Regions from separate parts of the Ovis aries genome. Here region 1 is linked to region 2. Evidence: chromatin contacts called from public Hi-C data. All regions are on one chromosome and are shown on one strand. Each heading gives the region's core, a stretch centred on a gene start, on an enhancer-like site or on the middle of the called end of the contact. The rest is flanking DNA. Distances are from core to core; before and after follow the strand shown. Region 1 has its middle 31 kb from the start of NSUN7. Region 2 holds the start of RBM47 (RNA binding motif protein 47).

The links. A called contact is a pair of places that touch in the nucleus more often than the background predicts.
Region 1: a Hi-C map of tail adipose tissue shows a contact between it and region 2, with 1.8 times the contacts expected there. The contact joins the enhancer-like site here to the promoter of RBM47 in region 2. A contact is called at or near these places in 2 of 16 Hi-C or Micro-C datasets (liver and tail adipose tissue).

What each region holds. Positions count from the first base shown.
Region 1 is chr6:60,346,913-60,349,612 of ARS-UI_Ramb_v3.0, forward strand. No RefSeq gene overlaps it. Among named protein-coding and RNA genes, the nearest start is that of NSUN7, 31 kb to the right of the region's middle. Within about 2 kb of position 1,414, at least 2 of the 54 cell types and tissues checked have an H3K27ac peak or open chromatin away from gene starts, as enhancers often do. A contact at or near this core is called in tail adipose tissue, where this site is marked.
Region 2 is chr6:60,279,963-60,282,662 of ARS-UI_Ramb_v3.0, forward strand. It overlaps RBM47 (RNA binding motif protein 47), which reads right to left and starts at 1,348. Exons shown (of 8, transcript XM_060416994.1): 1 at 1,199-1,348; 2 at 892-1,048; 3 at 365-497.

The DNA of each region.
Region 1 (2,700 bases), core at 164-2,663, 67 kb after region 2:
TTCTTCACACTGACAAACTTGAGCTACCATTCTGTTTTTTACATGGAAATCAACAACAAAAAAATAAAACCCACTAATAACAGTTATTTGATTAGTTCATTATTTATTACAAAGTACTTTGAAGCATAAGGAATGATACCAACTCCAGATGAATTCAAATCAACAAACATTCACTTGCTATTTGCAAGGCAAACTATAACTAGTAGAAATTATATGTCTGTTCAACATTTCAGTAAATGCAAAAGAGCTTCACACCAATTTTCTCTCTCTCCCACTTCCTTCACTCCTCTCACAATCTCTATGTCAATAGTTCGAGGAAATTCAAGCATAGCAAAATATAAGGACTCATATAACAACATAAGTCGCAACGTAAGTGGCGCAAGTATCAGGGTTAGAATCCAGAGTTTCTGTTTTTAAGACTCTTCCTTTACCCATTATATACTATACTAAAATTATAAGTAAAATATTAATCAGAAAGGCAGCTCCAGCTGTATAGCAAATTCTGTTTGTCACACACAGTTTAAGCTGAGTGAAAACAAGGAATCATTTTTCCTTTTCACTCTCATTCCACGAACATAAAAAACTAGAAATACCAGATGGACCTGGAGGTAATTAACACATAGTAAGTTTAACCTTTTGCCTGCAAGATCACTTTAAATGTGCAACAAACAGCTATAACTGAAATGTGATGGTTTAACTAAACCACTGTTATTAGATGGCTGACTTTTCCTTGAGCAAATTATCTTTTTGTCTTGCCAGTACTCCTGGTCCAACCACTGAAATGACATGGCTTGTATAACTCATGGCTTCATCAGTATTGTTCTTCTACTTCTGCTTAGGGTTTGGGACGGCTATTATCTGATACTTTCCAAGGTATTTAATGGAAAATTAAGGCATAAATGCAGTGATGGCACTGGTGATGGGCGAACTCCATTCAGTATGTGCTAACCCATCTCACAATACCAGAGCTTGGTACAAGGATGAAAATCTGAAATTAAGATGATCCAAAGCTGGACTTCCCTGGTGGTACAATGGATAAGAGTCTGTCTGCCAAAGCAGGGGACACGGTTTTGACCCTTTGTCCAGGAGATGCCACTTGCCACAGACCAACTAGAATCCACACACTGCAACTACTGAGCCTGTATTCTGCAACTATGAAGCTTGTGCCCCTAGAGCCTGTGCTCTGCAACAAAAGAAGCTGCTGCAATGAGAAGTTTGTGTGCCGAAGAGGAGTAATCCCCACTCACTGCAACTAGAGAAAGCCTGCATGCAGCAAAGAAGACCCAGTGCAGCCAAAAATAAACAAATAATTTTTTTTAAAAAAAAGAAGGAGAATAAGATCCAGGGCTGGCTAAGGGTCACTCTCAGTTTGAATCTAGTTTTGGCAGATCCAGAGAAGAGTTTCAAGTAAGTTTTCAAGTTGGTCACAGGTCAGCACAAGGAATTCTGTCATCTCAGCTTCTGGACTGGGGCTATCCAGGACCTGGTGTTCTGCTGGATATGGAAACTGGCATAGCTCCATTCAAAAACAGGGAGTGAATGGATGGGGCATGTTCAGTGACCACACATAAGTAGTCCTCTCCCCCAGCACACGTTGCAAGTCCCAATGTACTTAAACCTGTATTTGCTGAGTTCTTAATCTTTTTTTGCACCATAGATTTCTTTACTTGTTCTAAAAGAAATGTTTTTAAATGAATAAAACATATATGATTTAAAAATGTATTGAAATACTGTTATGATTTTTTATATAATAATGTATGTGCTTCCTTATTAACACATTAGATAAGATTTGGGTTCTAATGCAAATCAAAACTACGATGAGTATTACCTCACATCAGTCAAATGGCCACAATTAAAAAGTCTACAAATAATAAGTGCTGGAGAAGGTATGGAGAAAAGGGAACCTTCTTACATTGTTGGTGGGAATATAAATTAGTGCAGTGCAGCCACTACTCACACAACATGGAGTGTCCTTAAAAAACTAAAAATAGGACTTCCCTGGTGGTGCAGTGCATAAGTCCACCGCCAATGCAGTGGACACAGATTTGACCCCTCGTCCTGGAAGATGTCACATAGCAAGGAGGAACTAAGTTTGTGTGCCACAACTACTGAGCTTGTGTGCCATAACTTCTTCTTTTTTTTTTTTTTTGTGCCATAACTTCTGAAGCCTGTGTGCCCTAGAGCCACACAGCACGCACCAAAACTACTGAGCGTGTGTGCTGCAACTACTAAAGCCCTTGAGCCTAGAGACCATGCTCCATAACAAGAGAAGCCACTGCAATGACAAGCCCACCCACTGCAATGAAGAGTGGACCCTGCTCATCACAACTGGAGAAAGCCTGCTTGCAGCAACAAAGACCCAGTGCAATCAAAAACTAAAAATAGAGTTGCCATGGTGGTAGTGGTATAGCCACTAAGTTATGTTCGGCTCTTTGCAATCTTATGGACTGTAGCTCACCTGGGATTTTTCAGGCAAGAATACTGGAATGGGTTGCCATTTCCTTCTCCAATATGATCCAGCAATCCCATTCCTGGATATATATCCAGAGAAAATTCTAATTTGAAATAATAAATGCACCCCAATGTTCACAGTAGCACTATTTATGATAGCCAAGATATGGAAGCAACCTAAATTTCCTTCAATAGATGAATGGACAAAGAAGATGTGGTATATAGACACAATGTAATATTATAGAGCCA
Region 2 (2,700 bases), core at 98-2,597:
AGGAGAGAAACTCTCCGAGGACAACTCCCCGAGCCCCAACTTCTCACTGTCCCAACTGCACATTCCAAAGTGAGAAGCCGGCGCGATAACCAGAAGGCAGTTCTCTCGGGGCTAAATTCCTGGCGGGAGCGAGAATTCGAAAGCGCGGCGAGTTCCCCTGGCAGAGCGGCGCCGGACCCGCACCCGGGGGAGACCGGCGGCCCCGGGAGCCCTGCGTGCGTCCGGCGCTGCGCGCGGGGAGCGCTCGAGCCTCGGCTCCGGCTCTTCCCTGTTCCCTCCTCCCGCTTCTGCCCTCCCCCATCTGAGGCCGTTCGCCTCACAGTAGCAAGGTTGTCTCTCGTCTACTCCCTTCCCTTAAACTCACCAAACCAGATTTTTACTCCCAACACCGGCAACTTCCCGTAAATCTGCTCTGAAATTTTATCCTGCTCGCTGAGCCTCCGCTGGCTGAAGGCCAGTGCAACATTCCTGTTGTTTTAGGAGCGCAGATACCTTTGCTGAAGGTTGGGGAAAAAAACAAAACAAAACAAATCTGCCTTGATGGGGAAGAGACGTGGGGACTTCACCACACAGACTTGTCGCTCCCCGCTCAAAAAGTCACATCCATTTTAGACAACCAAGAAATAGCCCCAGCAGTGGCACCTGCTCCACCTGAGGACATCTGCCCGAAATCAGACGTCTGGCCCCCCGCTTTGGGCGGTTGAGGGAAACCAAGCAGAACCACGTTTGAGGAATAAGGAACCAGCTGTTGAATCACGAGCCGGTCGGTACACCCCACCCCCGTCCTTCCCTCCCCCACACCCCTCTAAAGAAGTCGTGTAACCAGGTAGGATCACAGCGAGCTCGGCGGCGGGCCTGGAGGAAGGGGGGACCTCCCGAGAGTGTCCTTACCTGAGGCAGAGCAGCTCGGACCGGCACGGGAAGGAGCGTCACGCGGACCAAGCCCTGACCTTTGCCGGGGCCTTCACAGCAGGGCCTGGGGCCTGGGCGCTGCTGGTTCAGAAGTGGCTCATTTTAATACGCTCTGACCTAAAGTTACAGCTGGTTTCTAGAAAGGGTACAAAAAAACACTGCATTTTAAAACAGCAGCCAAGCCCTCCCTTAACCTCGGCCCGATCCTCTAGGGAGCCGGTTCTAACCCCCATCCCAGCCCCATCCTCAAGAAATCCGCAATCTGTGCCCCACCCCTTCGCATTACCTGTTTATACAAGAGTTAAGGAGCCTCACGCATTTCAATAGAGCGCTAAGCCTGTTTGTAGGCGCGTAATCGGCCAACAGGAATCGAATTCTGTGACTAAACAAACTAGAAGAGGAAGCAGGCACCACCAGGAACCTAAAACGGAGTTGTGATTTCGGGTTGCACTGTCATTCAACTGAGGGGAGGAAAAAAAAAGTGCTGCTTCTCATTGGGCTGTTTTAGTGAAGGAATAGTTAAAATCTTTTTTTTTTTTTTTTTGCGGGTTAAATGAGTTAATACATACAAAAATGTTAGAACAGTGCTTGGCACACTGTGTTGCCACTAATGCCACTATTTCTAAAAATTATTATTATTTGTGCTATAGCTTTTTTTCTGAAGAGGTGGGGTCGTGATCAGAGAAGTGGGCTCTTGAGCCAACACTGCCACTCTCTAGTTGTAAAGCCATGAGCCAGTTTCTTTCTTTTTTTTTTTAACCTCTCCCAGCCTCCCTATCTGGAAGATTCTCACGGTGAAATTTCTGCAGTTTACAATCATTGAATATCATGAAAAATAAAGGTCCTGTAAAAATAGTGTTTAAGTGATCTCCATCTCACTTAAAAGTTGCAAGATGGACAAGATACATGAAAATAAATTGACCTGTACACTCCATGAAGTTCTCTGACAGCGAGGGAACTCAGGATCTAGCCATCTACCACGGATGGGTGCTTCATTCGAATTCGAATTTAGGCACCTAATTTGCTGTCTGACACCGGGAGAGTTACTTATCCTATCCAATGCTGGACAAATAATGGTCATTATCATTTAAACATCAGTGTGAAACTGGGGGAAATAATTTTTAAGCTCTTCATAAGTATTTGAAAGTAATTATTGACGACTAGGATGTGCAGTGCTGATGCCCTTTTTTCTACACTTAACTTCCCTCTTAAAGAAACCATAGCCCCTTTACCCGAATGAGGCCTTTAGTACTTTGCGGTGCAGGTTAACCCACCTCGTTTTACCCTACAGTTCCATCCTGTGGAGCACTTCATTCCTGTTTTGCAGATTGAAGGCACTGAGGTCAGCTAGAGCGCGTTTTCCCCGAGTGGTGAGGCCGAGACATTTCTCAGCTCGTTAAATCTAAATGCAGTGTTTGCCACCTTTTGGAAAAATGATTCCTTCAAACCAGCCAAGAATTCTGAAACATTTTAAATCTCTTTGACTTTTTATCTTCCCTATGGTGCAAGACTTAACAGATCAATTAAATGTTTTCTGAGTTTTAGATTCATTCCTTGTTACTATATGAAGATCTGGCACTGTGACCCCTTCAAGGTTCTCTCACCATATCTAAGATGCCAGGTACAGACAAGGGTTCCACAACCTCAAGACAACTTAAAAACTCTGACTCCACATAGCTCAGATTTTTCTTTTCTTTTCCATAAGTATCAGGATTGTTACCTTGAGAGCCTCACAGTGTCAGGGACCTTCTGAGTTAAAGAATTCAAGAGGGGACATTCCCAGGCTCA